Linked DNA regions of Mus musculus: all the other regions are linked to region 6. Evidence: chromatin contacts called from public Hi-C, HiChIP or PLAC-seq and promoter capture Hi-C data. All regions are on one chromosome and are shown on one strand. The core of a region is the stretch at or near the end of the contact, and the rest is flanking DNA. Distances in the headings are between cores, read along the strand shown.

Region 1 (2,700 bases), core at 58-2,557, 640 kb after region 6:
AAGCCTAGTTTATTTCAGACGTCCTCTCATCGAAACTCATTTGTTAGAGTCTTAAAGGGAATAAAACTCCCAAAAGTCCTCACATGGCATCGGATAACACCTGCTGCCAAGAGAAAAGGTTAACTCTCTGGATGAATGTACAGTAAACTAGTTTTCCCAGGGGACCAGTGGCATGGCCCTTGAGACTTTCTTTGCTGTCTCCTGGGGGACAGCTTTGTGACTCTGGAGATGCCACAGGCTCCAGTGCTATCCCTATTCCCAAGGACGGACACACACACACATCGACCTCTCGGAGCACAGGAATGCCCTTCTCTGGGCAGCTCCTGGGCCCTACCTCCCTGCTCCCACCCCACCACCGGGTCGCACAGCTCGGGTGTGAACTCGGGAGCCACTGGGGGCGCAGCACAGAGCTGGGATCCCGCCCGGTGACTAGGGTTTCTTTGGAAGAACGTGAGAAATGCAGTTTGTCCTCCGGGAATAATGGATGAGCCTGGGGCGGGATGGCGGGGAGGAGAAATTGGGGAGTCAGGGCCGGTGCGGCAGTACCCAAGCCGGACCGGTCATCATTCACTACCACCCCCGCCCCCCCGGACGCGCAACCTCGGGGTCCCGCGTGCCGCCGCGACACTGAGGTCCCCGCCGCCCGCAGAGCACAAAGCCTGCGCGGTCAGGCAAAGTCACCGGCGGCCGCACGCCCCCGGCAGGACGCACCGCGCAGGGCAGAAGCCACTCCGGCAGGCGGCAGGGACCGCGGGCAGGAGAGATGTGGGACTTGTGGCCACTCACCGTTCGAGCTGCGCTCCTGCCGGGGAACAGTCGGGGACACACAGCAGACACTCATCCGGGCAGGGACGCTCCTCCCGGAGAGCCAAAGGGATGCATCGGCGCCAGCAGCAGACGCTTCCTTGTCTTCCTCTCTCCAACCGTCGGCGTCGCTAACTCCTGGGAAAAAGAAAAAAGAAAAAAAAAAAAAAAAAAAAAAAAAAAAAAAAAAGTCCCGGGCAGCAGACGCTGGAAAGTCTCTGCTAAGCCACCTCCCAACGCCGCTGTCCCTCCCAAGTCCTCGCCAAGTCCGGACAAGGCAGCAGCGGCAGCCAGGGCCAGCTGCACAAACTCTCAGCGCATGCTCGGCCGCTGGCTGCCGGGTTGGGTCCTAGTGGGTGTTTCTTGTCCCTCTTACCCAGAGTGACACCCCAGAGAGATTCTTCACCTCTGCGAGATAGAATGCCGGAGAGATTAAAAACCTGCAAAACTAGGAGGAGTCCTTGCAGCACACCCCTTTAAAATGGTACCGTCGTGGGAATGGAGGGTGGGTTATAAGGAAGCAGGCTTTTTATTATATGAAAATATTTGTGTTTGAGAAGGGGGGCCACCGGTGGCCCAACCCAATTCCTGCAATGAGAGACGAGTTTTCAGGACCTTTGTGGAGCCGCCTCCGGTGACTTGTCATTAATGTCCTGCCCTGTGAACCTTATTGATTTGTTGCACTCCCCGATCAAAAGTAGGTAAATAAATATATAAAATAACATTTCTTTCCCACTCTGATCTACTAACATTTGCAAAAACCATCAATGTATCTCTATACAGATTTAGCATCCAGATAGGGAAAAGATCAGGCAATTCTTTCACAAGTTTCCAAAGTTTTTAAACTTTCTCCTGATACTGTGGTGTCTTGGCAATGTTGGTGATTTAATCTGGAAAGGCACATAGGGTAGTGAATCTTTGGAAGCCGCCTTGATTTTTTTTTTTTTTTAACTAGAGATTCAGTAGGGTATCACAGGAACCACATCACAAGAATCACAAAGCATAGCTCCAAACCTATCTTCTATTTCAGAAGTAAGACATTTTCACACTTAAAAATTAAAATTGCTGGCTCATGTTGCTCCCATAAAAGATTAGGTTTTATCCCTCACAGTAGTATATGTTGCTGTGACCATTTGTTTCCTCGTCAAATAGGAAAAACAAAACAAAAAAAAAAAACAAAAAACAAAAACAAAAACAAACAAACAAACAAAAAACTCACCAAAAATTGTGTTACCTTAGATCCAAGCAACATCTTTGAGAAAAACTAATAATCGGAGTCTTCGGGGCAACATGCAGCTGTGGTCTGTATCCATCATCACCTGTCTGCTGTGTGGCCAAAGTGACAAGGAGACGTGCTCTAAATTGGTTGGTACCGAGGTCAAGACCATGAGAGTCAATATGGATGCCCAGGCCTAGGGTATTAACATTCCTCCTAAGCAAATCACTAAGACAAGTTCTAAAAAGCAAACAAGGACAGCCATCCACACAAATTGCCAAGGAAATCGTCAGTCATCCATCAGATGGCCCCCACTCCAGCAACAGAGTGGCTTCAGAAATTGTGGGAGGAGCTAAGAGAGCCGCTTTCATCCCTTGTGTTCACAGGCAAGCGCAAGGTCAGCTGCCTGCGACTGAAACAAACCACCATCCAAACTGTGTGCTGCCACACAGTTCCTGAGAGACCTAAAATTTTCTTCATACAAGGGAGGCTTTGACATTAAAAGGAAGAAATGAATGCCCATAATAAAAATAAAAACTATCTTCCATTGCTAGAAGATTGATTGGTAAATGCTTTCTGCATAATCCATAAATTCCTCGGGTTCACCTACCTGATACACACCTACATGATAAACTAGTAATACAGATGAAAGGTCTTTAAAAGTATGTTTGTCCTCCATC
Region 2 (2,700 bases), core at 75-2,574, 610 kb before region 6:
AGAGGTATAAAATATGTTCTATGGGGGTGTGGTAAGGTATGGGGAAAGGGATTGTCTCAGCAGGCAGATGTTGAGGAATCCCTTCCCCTGAGGACCAGCCACAAGGTGGTATAGTATCGTATCGTATCGTATCGTATAGAATAGAGTTTATTCACGGCATAGGGAGGGGAGTTAAGAGGGTAGTAGAAGCAAAGAAAGGCAGGGAGAGAGAGAGAGAGAAGAGAAGTAGGCCTACACCTACAGTGACACACCCACTCCAAGGCCACATCTATTCCAACAAGGCCATACCTTCTAATAGTGCTAGTCTTTGGGACAACCATATACTAACCATCACAATACTCATCAGTAACATATCCAGTTTAAATATATATATTTATTTATTTATTTTACAATCAAGTCCTTGCCCCTTTCCTGCTCTACTTTCCTACATTCCTCCTTGCCCATCCCCTAATCTCCAAGAGGATGTCTTCCCCTGCCCTCTGCCCTGGGCCCTCAAGTGTCTAGATTGTTAGGCACGTCTTCTCCCACTGAAGTCAGATCAGGCTGACTTCTGCTGTATATGTGTTGGGGGTCTTGGACCATCTTGTGTATGCTGCCTGTTTGGTGGTTCAGTGTCTGAGAGATTTCAGAGGTCTCAGTTAGTTAAGGCTGCTGGTCTTCCTACGGGATCACCCTTCTTCTCAGCTTACTATTGTCTTTCCCTAATTCAACCACAGAGGTCCCTGTCTTCAGTCCAATGGTTGAGTTTAAATATCTGCATCTGTCTCAGTCAGCTGCATGTTGGACCTCTCAGAAGGCAGACCTGCTAGTCTACTGTCTGTAAGCACATCATAGCATCAGTAATAATGTCAGGCCTTGGAGCCTCCCCTTGAGATGGAAATTTCTTAAGTACATTTATTTAAAAATTGATTAAAATTAAGATAAAGAAGTGAGAAGACCTACATAAGAGTCAGTTACAATAGTGTTTCTGAGTTGCAGAAATACTTTGTGTCTTAAATGCACAGATAGATATACAGCCACAATTACTCAGTAATTAGTTTGAGTAGTTACTTGTTTTAGCAATTTCCTTAAAGTAATAAGGACATTTCAAATCTGATAGATGATTTCCTCTAAGAGAAATGAAGTGATTTTAAAACAAAAACAATACATTTTAATCTGTTAGGAATATTCCCAAATACAACTGCTGTTTGGCATTTAAAAATTAACTGGTGTTTGCTTTGTTATGTTTTTATCCTAATGCTAATGATTTATAGTGGAATTAGCATAGCTACAGAATCTCTAATACCAGAACATCTCACACACTGTCCTTGGGCAAGAAGCCTAGAATTCAGTCTCCCAGCTGAGTTGGGCAGTTGTCCCTGGCAAGTGATTCTGTAAGTAACAGCTGGTCCTGGATTTTAATTAGTGGCCTTATTTAGGTTCCCCAACATTCTTTCTCCAAATATAAACTAAGCAGAGAAGTGAGCATTTATTTAGATAACTAGTACTGTGAAAATTGTGCTGAAACCCTCACACTCAACTAGAATGCGGAAAAAACGATTAACTATGTCTCACTGGATAAAACTCTGATTAAAACGACTAGCTACTTTAATCTTCTATTACATTTTGCCATTTGAATATTAAAATGTACAAGCAATTTCAACTATCATAGAACCTAGTAATGTCTTCTATAGAGATAAAGAAACAAACTTAAAAAAAATGAAGAGGCAAATGTGTATCATTACTCAATAGCAATAGGTTTGTTGTCTAAATGAAATTATTTGGTGAGATGTTTAGTTTGTTGTATTTTCAGAGGTCCAAAGATTATGTTGTTATTATTATTATTATTATTATTATTATTATTATTGTTGTTGTTGTTGTTGTTGTTATTATTATTATTATTATTATTTTATTGTTATAAGGTTACATGGGAATTTAACTAAACTAGAACAATAGGACTGTTAATCATAAATAGCTGAAAGTTACTTCTTTTTAAATAAAATGCACAATAGACTTATTATTTCTCTACATCACTGTTATTATGTTATGCTTAATTACAGCAGTGTCTTGCTGGTAACATTCTATTTTCAATGCAGTTTTTAGGGGTTTCTGAGTCAATGTTTTTATGCCCAACAGAACAAACAGTACCCCAGATCACTAGCCTGTGTTTATTTTGTTTCTTCAAAATTTAAATGACCTAAACTATTTTTAACACAAACAGCTTAAAGTTTAATTGAAACTTAAATTACTATGTATTTTCAACGAGTCATATCTAATAGTTAAAGTAACACAAGTTATTTTAAAATTTGAGTATTTTCTCATTTAAATTCAGCTCTCAGTAGCAATTCTATGTAATTACATTTTAAATGATCATAATTACTATTATTATTAATAGTAATTCTAAAAATACTACTTTGCGCGAAGTGTACTCCTATCACTGTGTGTTTTAAAGGGTGTTTGGTATAATGTAAGAATTGCTATTCAATAGAAATACTTAAGGTTTACGAAAAGCTAGTAAAAACATAAAATAGCTTGTAATTTTGTATATTTAAACATTTTTCAACTATCTTAAAGATTTAATTATATATTTATTTTAATATATTATGTGCAGAGATGTATAATATAGACACTAATTTTTTTTTAAATCGGGTATCACCATATATCCCTGGTTGTCCAAGAATGCAATATTTAGCTAGACTGGCATCAAATTCACAGAAAGTC
Region 3 (2,700 bases), core at 187-2,686, 710 kb before region 6:
AGTAAGATTCTGAAAAAAAAAAAAAAAAAAAAAAAAAAAACCTAGACAAGATTTTCTTTAGCTCATACGAAATCAGTGAAAGTAGAGAAAATACTACATGTTCCCAAATTATGGTTGAAATTGTGAATTAAACATTATGTGGAGCTACTAGAGTACATCTTTTAAAATTATTATCATTATATTCACGTGTTTTCTCTTAACCACACATCACAATATGCTGAAACATATTACATGGCATATTACTGGAAAATATGTGACTGACAGGATTTAAAAATGTTTCTACTGCAAGCCATTTAAAACTTTTTTTCAATAATTAATTCTTGACAGTTCTAGAAAAATCAACGTCTGTAGCAAAGGTTTGGCAAAACACTTTCATTTACATAAGTACACATTGAAATATAATTAAAAAAAGAGATAATGGGGCAGAAAAAAAGAACTGTTTGGAAGACTATGTTCTCTATTCAAATAGGGGAAGTTTCTGGAATATTCAATCAAATATTCACAAATCATTTTAATCAAACAGGCTAATAGCTGAACTTACAAGAATTACAACGAGCCCCCCAAGTTGAGGAATGACTCTTAAGTGTTAACTTATTTTTTCCCCAAATACTTACCTAGACTTGCTTATATGCTCTATGCCCCTAAAATAGAAGCATAGGAAATAGATGATATTGTAATCATGACTGCTGCTTTTGTGTAGTATCCAAAACAAAACAAAACAAAACAAAACAAACAAACAAAAAACAGAAAGCAAACAAAATCAGTAAAGTTGACAAGTTTATCAAATAAAACTCAGAGAATGAACAGAAATATTTTCTAAATTTGAATTAAAGTTGAATCTTCTATAAATTCTCTCTACAAATATTTAGGGATTTTTTTCTGTGGCTTCATTGTGCATTCAAGAACGAGTATTGGAAGAGGATATATTTGGTTCTCTTGTTGAGTTTGCAGGCTAAGATGTGGCTTCTGTCTGACCCAACGGGCTAGCAATGGGACTTGTAAGACATCTTCTTATTGTGTTTGCTGCTTCAAATGCATTGTCTTACAACTTCTCATAAGAGCAATTGGACTCACAGACACATGGAAACTGAAATGAAAGAAAGGAGGAAATTACTTTCAGTGTCATGTATCTTACAAGTCACTAAGCATATATTCATATCCTGGATTGATCTTCCCTGACACCATGTATTTTAAATATCTTAATTTCCTTTTTCATTATAGTCAGAATAAAATGATTTTCTGCAAGCCATTGATTCATCTTCAACTTCTCTAGATGAGAAGGGAATATGAAATTGATAGAAAGAAATACAGAAGATGGGTATTATTAAAGGAGAACTCCGACAAGGGCTAAAAATCTTATCTCTGAAGGTTTGCAAGCAATGCTCACTTCCTTCGTACATAAAAATAAATTTTCTGACAAAAAGAGAAAGCTGACATCTGACTATCCAGATGGCCCTGGGGTGACAGTAACTTCACACACAGCACACCCCTGAAAGTTTACTCTAGCAATAGGAAAAAAATGTGGCTTATTGATTTATAGAATATGAAATTATAACAGACAACTTTAGTTTATTTGTTTAAAATAAATCACAGAAGTTCCAACTACATCCTCAAATGCAATCTTTAAGTTGGTGTTTACCTCATTAATATGAGGGAAATGAGCATTGTCTATATTCTGATGAAGCAAACGACCTGCCTGAGCAGAAACAGTTGGTGTAATTGGAAGTTCCTGAGTGTCACAAACACTAAGGGGCAAAAATTATTCTCTAGTACGTCACTCTCAAGCTGGCGCCCAGTTTCTGTCTTCTTGCCTTATGCTTGCTTCTCAGACCCATATTGTTCCTGTTGCCTTCAATTACATCAGGTAACTGAAGTAAAAACATGTTTTCCTGTTTTTCTACTGTCCTCAACATTATTTTAGACATGAATTTTCATTGAGTTTACATTTTTCTTGTTTTTTTATACTAACAATTGAAAAAAATATATGATAAGTGGTTTAAATATAGGTGACTAGTAATCTCCTCTTAACAGAACATATTCTATAATTTCTAAATGTCCAAATCCTGACATTCGTACCAAGTTATATTGTAACTTCATTCACTTCATTCATTAGTCATTTTATAATTATTTATTCTAATAACCAATCTCTCTTTTTCTCTATAAAATTTAAAATGCTACAGAACAGCATATCCCAGTAAATATTTCTCAATATAATAGTTTTGTGGGAAAATAAATTTTATTACTGTTGACCATTTTCAAGACCATAGTATATTAAAATATTCAAGATACTTAAAATAAAATTAAATTGAACTTGTATTCATAAGATTGGTTATTTCTAATCTGATTCTACCACAAAGAAAAATGTCATAAGTGGATGGTTATGTTCTAACAAAAGTTTTATGCATTATCTTGGAAATCGTGCTTACATTAATAGTAAATAAAATAAGAAGTTCTATTTTGTTCTATCTCAAAATATAAATATGTAGGCCATTAGATGCATTCTCATAAGAATAAAAGTGTCAATATCTTTTTCTTCAATTTTAATTAGATATTTTCTTCATTTACATGTCAAATGCTATCCTGAAAGTCCCCTAAAAATCCTGAAAATATACTCTCTTGATTTTTATTAATTCCTTAGATGAAGAGCTACAAGTACTAATTGCAGCTAAAGATGGAGAATCAGTTTCACCCTGGAAGAAG
Region 4 (2,700 bases), core at 107-2,606, 730 kb after region 6:
TGGAAAAGTGAATTCAGAGTTAAAAACCCCAACACAGATGAAATTAGGCACTGTAAACAAACGTGGCTGCTTTTGAACAAAGAGCACAAACAGATAAATAGTTTTAGTACAAAATTTAAATTAAACAGGTGTAGACTAAATATATTTAACATTCAAGTAATAAGAAAATGGCTTTAAAAGAAGACAAAAGAGAATACAAGTATGTCATTGTAAATAAAATTGTAACATAAAAATATTGAGTAGTGAATAAAATGTGTCATACTGATTTATTTTCTTTTGTATGAGAAAGGGTCTTCCATAATCTGGGTTGGCTTCTAATTGCCTATGTTGCCAAAGCTCACACTCCTAATCCTCCTGTCTCAATTCTCCCACTTAGGGGATTACAGGTGTGTGGTGTTATAATCCACCAGATAGTCTAAGAAGGGATCATTTTCCCCAAAACACAGAAGCATTTAGTGTACGAATTTTTATGAAAGGCATTTTTAAGATAGAAACGGGGCGGTGATACACTTGTTATACCACCAGTGAACATTTGCTAGGGTTATTAAAAAAGCCTGCCCAGAACTATAAACATTAACCCAGCTACTTACCCAACATAAATTTAAATCATTGTTAGTATATGCCAGCAATGCATTAAATCACTATAATTTATGGTTGGTTGTTATTTATTCATCTATTTATTTACTTTATTGCGGATGCATTTGAACAGTTGTTTTACAATGAACACAAGATACACCGCAAAACATAACTGGCTACTGAATACTATTTTGGGTGTCTTTTAATTTGGGAAATGCACATTCGCTCCAGTCTCACTATAAATTATCTTAACGTTGCAGGGACACCAATCACTTGTCCCATTTATTTATCAGGAGTGAATAATGAAGATAAATTCCAGCAGCGAGTTCTGTTCTAAACAACCTGAATTTTCCGAACTTAGCCGATTATTCTAGCGTTTGGAATCTTTGCTATTTGCCTAGCACAGCCAGAAATCCATGACTCACAAACGGCGGGCTTAGAATCACCGCCCAGAACAGGTGAAAAGTTGTTCCTAGTTGTGTCAGGCAGGCGCATACAACTCCCGTCATCCCCCATGTAAGAAATCAACAAATAAACAGAGGCACCGCATTTCGGATTCTGGCGTGCCCGTTTCGCGCAGGCGTGTGGTTTCTGTAGTTGCCACTCCAAGAGACACCCTCACTAATGGCCACGCTCGGGGAAAAAGAAGACTACATTTCCCAGAATACCGCGGAGATCCGCACCGGCCGGTTGACGTCATCGCTGCAGACAGCCAATAGCAACGGCGGGCGGCAGTGAGGCAAGCGCCGTCAGGCGCCAAAGTGGAGCCTTTTTTTTTTTCCTTTGCTTTTTTTTTTTTTTTTTTCCTTTGCCGGAGTCGAGCGGGTGCTGCTAGCGGAGGCGCCATATTGGAAGGGACAAAACTCCGGCGACAGCGAGTGACACAAATAAACCCCTGGACCCGTTCGTCCCCGCAACAGTCAGGGCCGCGATGTTGTACCTAGAGGACTATTTGGAAAGTGAGTGCGCGGCGCCGGCGACGCGGCGGGCGGGATCGGCGGCGGGCGGGAGCGCGAGTGGCCGGGCGGGCGGGATGGCGGGAGGGAGGGGGAGCGGGGGATGTTTCTTTCTCACGGTAACTGGCAGCCTCGTTGTGAGCCGCCCCCCCTCCCGTACGCACGCACGCACGCACGCACACACGCGTGACGCCAGCGCGTCCCTTCGCCGTTGGCCCCGCCCTCTGACGGACTGTGCCTTTGACAGTGATTGAGCAGCTTCCGATGGACCTACGGGACCGCTTCACGGAGATGCGCGAGATGGATCTGCAGGTGCAGAGTAAGTGGCGCGTCTCCACGGCCCCGCGCAGCCCCGGCCTCCCTCGGGCATCGCCTGGCGGGTCCTCCGCGCTACTTTTTTCAGGCTGTGACAAGGAGGCGGCGGGCACACCGTACCGTTAACACGCGGGGCACAGCAAACACAGTTGTTTGTGTACTGCATGGAGATGACGACACTGCACCGCAGTGGAAACTCGCGTGATTTTCAGAAGGTTTGCACCCGAGCCTGGATGTGGAAACTTGGAGTTCTGCATTCAGACTTAAAAGTTCATTACATTCCGAATTTCTCCAGAGCAAAGACATAGAAGGGCAGGCTAGGGACCCTAGTGAACTCGGAAGGCCGAACTTTGACAAGTTGCATATTAATGGAAGACACTTAGAGCTGTGAACAGCGTGGACACTTTCTCAGCCAGAAATGAGTGAGAGAGATCAGATTTTAAGGAAATCACCCGCTTGCTCTTTAGAAAACTGTAGACGTTTGATAGGCTTCCCTACTGGTTTCTTGTTTTGTAAACACAACCACGTCATTCAGGCTGGTCTCACACTCAATATGTATAATAATCCTAGGCTTGCTCTAATCTCCTCATCTTCCTGCTTCTGTCTGCCTAGTGCTTGGCTTTTCAGGCATTGCTAGCATTGATTTTTTTTTCTGTCAGTGCTTGGCAGCTTTATATGTGACTTATTTCCAAAATGAACCTTGTTCTTTTGAAAAAGCCAGACTGGAAGAGGCTCAAAGGTAACTTGAGTTTGCTAAGGGCTTGTTCTCTTCATTCATGAGCCTCTGCCGCCCCTGCCCCTCATTTCTGTACCTTTTGTCCCTGACTGTACTTTTCTCATCTCAGTCTCTGGG
Region 5 (2,700 bases), core at 178-2,677, 860 kb after region 6:
AAGCCTCTGGCGGGTTCCTCTGGATCTGTGGACGGACACACACACACACACACACACACCAGCTTATTTTTATATTGCTTTAGCTCAATGGCCAGGCTCTTCTAAACCTCCTTTGGCTGTCATACCCTTCTTTTTGCTCCTAGCTCAGCTCCCTAAATCTGCCCTTAGCTTCAGTTGCTCAGTTACCTTTAGTCCCAGCTCAATGCCCTAAACCTTCCCTCAGCTTAGTTCTGTTTCTAAACTCCGACCTGCTACCCCAGGCCCAGTCGGTGAAGTGGCCAATGGCCACTCTACCCTAGATCTCACGTGACTGGTGGCTTTTCTCCTTCTGAAGCATGGTGATTCTCCTTCTCCCGCTCCTGCATCTCTTAGCCTGCATGCAGGGCCCCTGGAAGTCCTGCCTCATCTCCTAGCTCCAGGTTCCTGCCCTGAGTTCCTGCCCTGATTCTCCTAACTGATGGAGTGCGACCTGAGAATTGTAAGCTGAAACAAACCTTTCCCTTCCCAAGTTACTTTCGGTCATGGTGTTTTATCACAGCAGTAAAAACCTACCCCTTGCACTTATGTGAAAAGTCAGGCACAGCTGTACACGCTTGTGATCCTAAGACTAGGATGGGCAAAAGTAGGATCCACAGAGCTTTCTGGCCAACCAGGCAAAACCCAGTGAGAAGCTCCAGGCCCAGTTAGTGATCCTATCTCAAAAATGATAGAGGAAGATGCATGGCACACACCTGCACACACACCTGCACACACACAGACAGGCACATGTATATACACATATACACAGATACATAGACACATACATACACATATATACACACACACACATGTGCACACACACATATATATATACACACAAACACACACAGATGTACACATGCACACACACATACACACAGATACGCACACATATATACACAGGCACACACACACATGTGCATGCGCACATATGTGCACACATGCATGTGCACAAATGCTTGTACACACACATGCACACATACACACACATAGAGACAGACACACGCATGCACACACAAACACATACAATACATACAGATACACACACACACACATATACACATGTGCACGTACACATACACACACATACATATACACACACAAACACACAGGGGTGGGAGAGGTCAGTGGTTTGGGGAGATATACAATGGATGTTGAATTTCAAATCAAGCATTCCCCTAGCCTTCTTCTGGTAGTAAAGAAAGATATTTGCTCTCAACAGTATTGGAACGGTTATGGAAGAAAACAGTAGTAATTTCGAGACACTCGAGGGTTCACTCATTTTCATAGCCATAGAGACCAGGACACTGACTTGACTTGAACAAATCTCCAGCATTAGAAAATAAGAGTCCATTAATGTGAGGCATTCACTGACGTGTGCGTGGCCTCCTCCCTCGGCTGTATGTCGCAGAGATTTGCTCCTGAGATCATGTCTGTTGTGGCTCATCTCTAGAACATCGCATTGTAGGGTGTATGCATAATAAGACACATTTATTAAGACTAATGCCTTGGCGCAGGCATTTGGTCTCTTCCAACATGTCACATTGAAAACTAATCGTGATAGCAACTGAAAGCGAAAGTCGCAGCAAAGCATATGGAAAATGAAACATGCATGCAGATTCCTACGCAGAATCAGAATCTTGCCTTCTGAGCTAGAGTTGTGATTAGAAAGGACACCTGTCCTGTCAGAAATGTAATTAACTGAATAAGAGAGTAGCTTTGAAAGGAGTTCTCCCCTTTGATGATGGGGTAGACGTGCTCCTGTTTGTGAGAGATGCATAGACTCTATTATACAGCAAACATCTTTCAAACCCTGTGATTCATCGCATATATAATTTTTGAGACTATTTTTAAAAACTACTTCTAGCACCATCTAGTGGTCAGATGGAGGATGTTCTCTTTTCCTCTTTTTTTTTTTTTTTTTTTTTTTTGTCATTTTTACTAAAGAAAAGGAGCCTGGAGCCCACAGTATAGCATTCCAAAGGGTCACCTTGTCCCAGAATGACAAAGCAAGGAATTCACCCATATTAAGTGAGGGGATCTTCTTGCCTGATGTGTCTCACTCAACCACTTTTGTGAGAATGCAAGCCCTGACAGCAATTCAAACCTGCAGGGAGACAGGAGTCCTAGGAACCAGAAGGAGAGGTCTCATTCGGTGTTCACTCAGCTGTAAGGAAATCTAGGTAAAATAGTTCCATTTGGCCTTCTTTTAGACTTATAAAGTGGAAATGATTTTATTGATTTTTCCTTCTTCATGTGGTCGTTATAAAATGCTTTGTATGGCAAGCTTTATTATAAATCTGTATGCGTTGCATATAAGGTTTCTTAGTTACGGTTCTATTGATGTGAGGAGACACCACAGCCAGGGACACTTGTATAATAAAGCATTTAATTTAGGGCTGGTTGACAATGTCAGAAAGTTAGTCAATGATCATCACGGCCAGGAGTGTGGTGGCATGCAGGCGGGCTTGCCTATGAGGCTTGTTTTAAATATAAATTGGCAGGACTTTGTAAGGGTTCATATGCCAGGGTAGTTTTATAGATAAGCTACCCTAAAAAATTAATAAGACATAGCATTAAATCCTTACTTATATATTAGACACTGACTGTATCTAGCCCCTCTTTAACCTCACATAATTATTTATGGGGTAGATGCACTCATGTTCAGATCCATATCTCCTG
Region 6 (2,700 bases), core at 4-2,503:
TGGCCACTACAATTTTCCTGTCTCTCCTCACATCACTCACCCTTCACCCGGGCACCTTTTCTTTCTTCGGTCATTTTAGATATGGGCAGGGATGCGCAAAGGGCATGAAGAGACACACACTCTAAGAGACTCACGCCCCTGCACACTGACATTTAGAAAAGGGTCTAAATTCTCCTGTCATTTGCAAAGGACAGGGGGAAAGGAGTTGTGGCAAGACCTAACCAGAGGAGATTTGTGTGACTTTTCCAGCAAGTTGGACGGGTAATATATTAGCCTTAGTAACATTAATATCTGTTTTGAACATACATAATTTAAAAAAATAAATAAAGGAACGTGGGAGAGTCACTTAAAAATTCTGTCGCGGAGCTTTGCAGGTTCTGCGACCCAGTCGCCCCCCAAAGGCAACCAATTCCTTCGCGTTCCGCTCTGTTCACCCTCCTTTCCAGCTTTTCTCGAATCTTTTTTTTTTCCTTGCCCCCCTTTCCCACGCTCATCTGGAACCGGGGCTCCGGAGGCAGCAGTAAGCCACCGGTCCCCTTCCTCCTCTCTTCCATCAAACAGCCGCGGCCGAGTGCCTTGAAGCTTCCCTTTGTTCATCCAAGGCTCGCTCATCCCCGGGGTAGAACCACCTGGATGCTCTCGCTTGGTGACATTTGGCGTCGAGGCTGGTGGGTGGCTAGGGTGGAGCGAGAGGAGCCCGAGGGGGCGGGGGCGGAGAAAGGTCAAGGCGAGGGAAAGGCAGGAGACGCCTTTGCCTAACCTGCGTGGCGGGGCTTGCGTGCGGCTCTCGCTCTCTTCCCAGCTTATTTATCGATCGCACCGGCAGAGCTGCGCGCGGTGCTCGGGGGAGATGCGGGACCACCCACTGGCGGGGAAGCAGCGAGCGGCCCTCTCGCGCCCCCGCGCCGCCGAGCGCCTCCTGCCTCCGCGCCCGGACGCCAGCCCGCTCCCGCCTCGGTCCCGGCCCCACGCCGCCACCGCCCGCCCCGCAGCCCCGCAACCCCGCAGTCCCGGCGCCCCGCAGCCCCGCAGCGCCCCGACCCCGGGGACGCCGGCCGCGCAGTAAGTTGGCAGGAGCGAGTGGCCTGGGCGGCTCGCCTCCCCCGCACCTTTTTGAACTTGTTGCTGTTGGCTCTGCTCGCCTGCGCCTGGCTTTTGGGAAGGTGACAAGGAGGAGGGAGGCACGGAGGGTGGGGGAAGGGGACGGAGAGCTCGCCAGAGCTTTATTTATGCTCCCCGGGAGCCTGGGATCTGGCTGCTCGGGAGCCGCTGGCTCTGCCTTTCCCTTTCCGGGTACAAGGCGACAGCAAAGTCTCTATGCAACTCAGCCCCGGTGCGCACTTTGCCAGGTATGTACCGCGGGCGAGGCGCGTTCTGCGCGGAGGCAGATGCTGCTGCCGCCACGGCGGCGGCGGCTGCCAGCTCCCAGGCTCTATAACTGTCACACTGCACCTGAGCTGAACTTGAACAGAGAGTGAAAGGGCCCATCGGGCAAACGCTCTCGGCTAGCGCAGAGGGTGTCAGTCGTCGTTGTGGGGGGGAGAAAGAGCTCTAGACCGACGCCCCCCGCCGCGAGCCCTGCACTTCACCTCCATCTCTGCAAGCGCAGCGTGAGTACAGGCGGCCAGCGGACTCCAAGGGACGCGGGACAGCGGCTGTGACCGCATCTCCGGAGCTACAACAACAGGTCGTCTTTTTGAGACGCCTTTGGCGGGAAGGACCACTTCAGCAAAAGGGGAAGGTGAAAGGGTTCTTTCTTTTAAGAGACTACCACTGACTGGTTGACTTTCCCTGTTTCCTCTCTCCTGCTCTATATACCGACCCCATATCTACCAGACTGTATCAGGGGAGAAGCGAAGACACCTGTTTGAAGCCAGGCTGTCTCCGAAGTCACCTGTACGTTTACATGTGCCAGGACCTGCCCTGGTCCAACTGTTGGCAGAGATTTGTTTAGGCTTTATGGAGAGAGATTTTTAGGTCACTGTATTTTTTTTTTCTTAGTATTCCAAATACTTCTGTGAGGGAAACCTGACCTTCTTGAGTACTGTGACTTGACCTGCGCCACCTTGGAATAATCGTGTTCCTGTGAGCAGTGTCCCCCCAGTGTTTTGCCTGAGGTGAAGAAGTGGGGGGCACTTTCTTACTTTCATTGTGTTATTTTGGGTGACCCCCCTGCTCACTCTCGTGACCTCCACTTCCAGACAACATGGCAGCCGGTGTTGCAGCATGGCTGCCCTTTGCCAGGGCAGCCGCCATTGGGTGGATGCCTGTTGCTTCGGGGCCTATGCCTGCGCCCCCAAGACAGGAGAGAAAAAGGACTCAGGACGCTCTGATAGTGCTGAACGTGAGTGGCACCCGTTTCCAGACATGGCAAGACACCCTGGAACGATACCCAGACACTCTGCTGGGTAGTTCTGAGAGAGACTTTTTCTACCACCCAGAGACCCAACAATACTTCTTTGACCGTGACCCGGACATCTTCCGCCACATCCTCAACTTCTACCGCACGGGGAAGCTTCACTATCCCCGCCATGAGTGCATCTCGGCTTATGATGAAGAACTGGCCTTCTTTGGCCTCATCCCAGAAATTATTGGCGACTGCTGTTATGAGGAGTACAAGGACCGCAGGCGGGAGAATGCTGAGCGCCTCCAGGATGATGCAGACACTGACAATACAGGAGAGAGTGCGCTGCCCACCAT
Region 7 (2,700 bases), core at 110-2,609, 570 kb before region 6:
ATTCCTCATTATCAAATGAATATTGCCCGTGTGAGGCAAACTTTAAGGAAATGCAACCCAGTCTGCATTCCTGAACTGTGTGATATAATTAAATCTCTAATTAAATCTAGATATAATTAAATCTCTTGAAGTAAGTTTGATTCTTTAAAGACATATGTCTTGTTTTCATTAGGATGTTAGAGAAAACTGTGGTGAAAAATAATTTTATGACAGTTTATAGATAAGCCTTCTGGAATAATTCTAAGATTAACAAATTGCTAATTACAACTTTTTTTTGCCCCAGTTAAAAAACAATTTTCTCCCTTGACCTCTTCATTTAAATTGTGTCTACCTTCTATCTATATATTTTCACATACTTATTCATTTATTTACCATACACATATACACATATAAACTATGCATACAGTAGTTTTACTTGTCTTGTGGAAAATGACTCAGGAAATTCAAGTCATGTTTCAAAGAAACGTTGAAATCATGACAACTGAGGAATTGGTTAAGTGTAACAGACATAGTGACTAAATTATAGAATATTTTAAGCAAAAAGTTGACAATAAGGTTCTATTCTGTGTTTATAGTTTATGACTGAAACTATATGATGGGCAAAATGAGAAAGATACAAATCAATGGCAATACTGTGAAGAAAGGCCAAAGAGTTAGACATATTTTCAGAGCCCTATTCCTATGAATAGATATTTATTCTATACTCAAGAAAAAGATGATCTTGATGTATAATTTATAAAAGAATTAAAATTACCTACAGAAAATATAGTTGTCCTAGTGAATAAGTGAACTACAAATGCTAAGACTTCAGTTTTTCTAAGACAAAAGCATGTTCTAAAATGAAGCTGATGGCTGGACTCAGTCCTTGCACAGATTTAGTGTATAATCTCCTGCCTTATGGATGCTCGTAACAGATTTTGTACAAGTTTTAATCATCCAATGTCACTCTTGCAAAGCAAAACAATGCACATAAGAATTTTGCTACTATGTATTTTGCATAAAAGTCTTTGAATTGATATTTTCTTTCTGATAGTGAGAAATAAGTCTGAAGCATTCTGTACTTCCAGTTGGAAAATTTCTGATATCATATAGAAATGTAAATCTATTACCTTCCAAAATATCACATTATTTCTTCCCATTTTTTCTTTCTTTTGCTTTCAACCGTCCTGGGATCAGGTAGCCATGCCATCACAGAAATTAAAATGAAGCAAAGTAAGCAAACAAATCATGACAGATTAAGTTGGTGGGTGGGGAAAAGTTATGGGAACTGATTGCTGCTGAGATTCATACGAGGAGGTATGTTTATATAATTCTAGGCTCATTGCGGCAGGGGGGCGCAGGCTCAGTCCATTTGGCAGAAGGTTGCCTTTTTTTTTTTTTTTTTTTTTTTTTTTTGCATTCTGATATAGCACATCAAACCTGGACAGTATCCCTGTCAGTGGGAAAGGTCAGCCAGATTCCTATTGGGCTCAAAATAGATATCTTTTGTTAACTTCCTTAGGGTAGTAAAATACTGAGGGAATATTTCTATAACTTTACTAGTTTTGAGTCCTCAGTAATATTCTGTGTTATAAAGAAAGAAAGACATGATTAGCATGTATAGAAAGCTTTATTAAGAACAAGCAACATATATGCCTAAGCTGATCTCGTATGGGAAAAATAATCTTAAGAAAATAATCTACAAAACAAATCATACTTTTACAAAAACATTTTAAAAGAAATACAAATAAGAGTGATGACTCTTTCAAAATGCATACGTTCTAAAGTAATATAAATGTTTTAATATTCCTCTTCTTAGGAAACACATTTGCTTCAGAAGCACTCAAATATTTTAAAATGCTTTAAAATATAGTGGAGGTTTTGTCTAAAACATAATGCCTTTATGTTAGATTAACTTTCACTCATTATAAAAGGCATTCTTCTTGATACTTCCTTAGAGAAGTATTTTCAATACAAATATATGCAAAATGACTAGAGGGTAAATTTTTCTAATTAATTCAGAAGTAAGGGATGTTCTGATATTGTACCTTTTACCACTTGTACCTTATAAGGTATAGGCAAATTCTCTAAAATATTCTCAAGTTTATCTGAGTTGATCGGGTAACTCATAACTATTTCAGTTGTAATATTTTAAATGTTTTTCTAGATTCATGTCTGACATTCTACTAAATGGAGAGACAACTCTATGAGATTTTCTCATTTTTATCATATTTGACAGAATTCAAGGAATACATTAAGTTTCTAAAAGTATAAAAATATGATTCAGTTGTTATATGAGAGGCAGAAGTGATGGCACTTTCGGGGTGACTAGGATTATTTGTTTTAGAAAGCAGACAAGTATTTACACCATGAAATCAGTTTTGTTCAGAGTAATAGAGTGGAAGATGCTTCACGAGGGTGTATCAGTGTCAGTCAGATCGCAATTTGCTGTTCACAACATATCAGAGGAATTCACAGATGGCCTGAAGAAATAGGCTAGCCCCCCTGCCAGGCCCACAATGTTACTGAGATTAGCAGAAAACGTATTTGTCTTCTCAATTAATTCATTTGGTTAAATTAGCATTAGCTATTATCATTTCAATGCAAAAGTATATATTTAGCAGGCACTTTTATCATCAATATAAATAAAATAAGCTTTAGCCAGAAAAAAAAATTATATTTTTAAAAGTGATTAGTTTTCAAATAAGTCTTCTGAAACGT

The links. Promoter capture Hi-C pulls out the DNA fragments that hold promoters and counts their contacts. A called contact is a pair of places that touch in the nucleus more often than the background predicts. HiChIP or PLAC-seq counts read pairs in DNA pulled down with a chosen protein or histone mark.
Region 1: a contact with region 6 is called in an H3K4me3 HiChIP or PLAC-seq map of forebrain, with 12 times the contacts expected there. The contact joins the promoter of Tspan12 here to the promoter of Kcnd2 in region 6. A contact is called at or near these places in 2 of 484 Hi-C or Micro-C datasets (cortical neurons and embryonic stem cells) and 1 of 115 datasets of contacts at active chromatin or transcription factors (forebrain).
Region 2: a contact with region 6 is called in a Hi-C map of cerebellar granule neurons, with 4 times the contacts expected there. The contact joins the enhancer-like site here to the promoter of Kcnd2 in region 6. A contact is called at or near these places in 3 of 39 promoter capture datasets (embryonic stem cells, hippocampal neurons and stem cell-derived epiblast-like cells), 2 of 484 Hi-C or Micro-C datasets (cerebellar granule neurons and cerebellum), 1 of 115 datasets of contacts at active chromatin or transcription factors (forebrain) and 1 of 9 other capture datasets (embryonic stem cells).
Region 3: a Hi-C map of cerebellum shows a contact between it and region 6, with 3 times the contacts expected there. The contact joins the enhancer-like site here to the promoter of Kcnd2 in region 6. A contact is called at or near these places in 2 of 39 promoter capture datasets (hippocampal neurons and liver), 3 of 484 Hi-C or Micro-C datasets (cerebellar granule neurons and cerebellum), 1 of 115 datasets of contacts at active chromatin or transcription factors (stem cell-derived neural progenitor cells) and 1 of 9 other capture datasets (embryonic stem cells).
Region 4: a contact with region 6 is called in a promoter capture Hi-C map of hippocampal neurons, with 4 times the contacts expected there. The contact joins the promoter of Ing3 here to the promoter of Kcnd2 in region 6. A contact is called at or near these places in 3 of 39 promoter capture datasets (cranial neural crest, hippocampal neurons and neural stem cells), 2 of 484 Hi-C or Micro-C datasets (cortical neurons and forebrain) and 2 of 115 datasets of contacts at active chromatin or transcription factors (astrocytes and forebrain).
Region 5: a contact with region 6 is called in an H3K4me3 HiChIP or PLAC-seq map of forebrain, with 18 times the contacts expected there. The contact joins the enhancer-like site here to the promoter of Kcnd2 in region 6. A contact is called at or near these places in 1 of 39 promoter capture datasets (hippocampal neurons), 3 of 484 Hi-C or Micro-C datasets (cerebellum and cortical neurons), 3 of 115 datasets of contacts at active chromatin or transcription factors (embryonic forebrain, forebrain and neural progenitor cells) and 1 of 9 other capture datasets (embryonic stem cells).
Region 7: a contact with region 6 is called in a Hi-C map of cerebellum, with 5 times the contacts expected there. The contact joins the enhancer-like site here to the promoter of Kcnd2 in region 6. A contact is called at or near these places in 1 of 39 promoter capture datasets (hippocampal neurons), 4 of 484 Hi-C or Micro-C datasets (cerebellar granule neurons and cerebellum) and 1 of 9 other capture datasets (embryonic stem cells).

What each region holds. Positions count from the first base shown.
Region 1 is chr6:21,851,226-21,853,925 of GRCm38.p6, forward strand. It overlaps Tspan12 (tetraspanin 12), which reads right to left and starts at 1,308. Exons shown (of 9, transcript NM_173007.4): 1 at 1,181-1,308; 2 at 787-942. Gm30270 (a long non-coding RNA gene) reads left to right here and starts at 1,193. Exons shown (of 2, transcript XR_377371.2): 1 at 1,193-1,501; 2 at 2,044-2,558.
Region 2 is chr6:20,603,022-20,605,721 of GRCm38.p6, forward strand. No RefSeq gene overlaps it. Among named protein-coding and RNA genes, the nearest start is that of Gm38772, 370 kb to the right of the region's middle. Within about 2 kb of position 1,325, at least 22 of the 459 cell types and tissues checked have an H3K27ac peak or open chromatin away from gene starts, as enhancers often do. A contact at or near this core is called in cerebellar granule neurons and cerebellum, where this site is marked.
Region 3 is chr6:20,501,100-20,503,799 of GRCm38.p6, forward strand. No RefSeq gene overlaps it. Among named protein-coding and RNA genes, the nearest start is that of Gm38772, 470 kb to the right of the region's middle. Within about 2 kb of position 1,437, at least 2 of the 459 cell types and tissues checked have an H3K27ac peak or open chromatin away from gene starts, as enhancers often do. A contact at or near this core is called in cerebellar granule neurons and cerebellum, where this site is marked.
Region 4 is chr6:21,948,259-21,950,958 of GRCm38.p6, forward strand. It overlaps Ing3 (inhibitor of growth family, member 3), which reads left to right and starts at 1,357. Exons shown (of 12, transcript NM_023626.4): 1 at 1,357-1,535; 2 at 1,780-1,851. The coding sequence starts at 1,508.
Region 5 is chr6:22,069,729-22,072,428 of GRCm38.p6, forward strand. The region is part of intron 4 of Cped1 (cadherin-like and PC-esterase domain containing 1); the gene reads left to right. Among named protein-coding and RNA genes, the nearest start is that of Cped1, 85 kb to the left of the region's middle. Within about 2 kb of position 1,428, at least 33 of the 459 cell types and tissues checked have an H3K27ac peak or open chromatin away from gene starts, as enhancers often do. A contact at or near this core is called in cortical neurons, forebrain and hippocampal neurons, where this site is marked.
Region 6 is chr6:21,214,093-21,216,792 of GRCm38.p6, forward strand. Kcnd2 (potassium voltage-gated channel, Shal-related family, member 2) reads left to right here and starts at 1,254. Exons shown (of 6, transcript NM_019697.4): 1 at 1,254-2,700. The coding sequence starts at 2,207.
Region 7 is chr6:20,639,127-20,641,826 of GRCm38.p6, forward strand. No RefSeq gene overlaps it. Among named protein-coding and RNA genes, the nearest start is that of Gm38772, 330 kb to the right of the region's middle. Within about 2 kb of position 1,360, at least 2 of the 459 cell types and tissues checked have an H3K27ac peak or open chromatin away from gene starts, as enhancers often do. A contact at or near this core is called in cerebellar granule neurons and cerebellum, where this site is marked.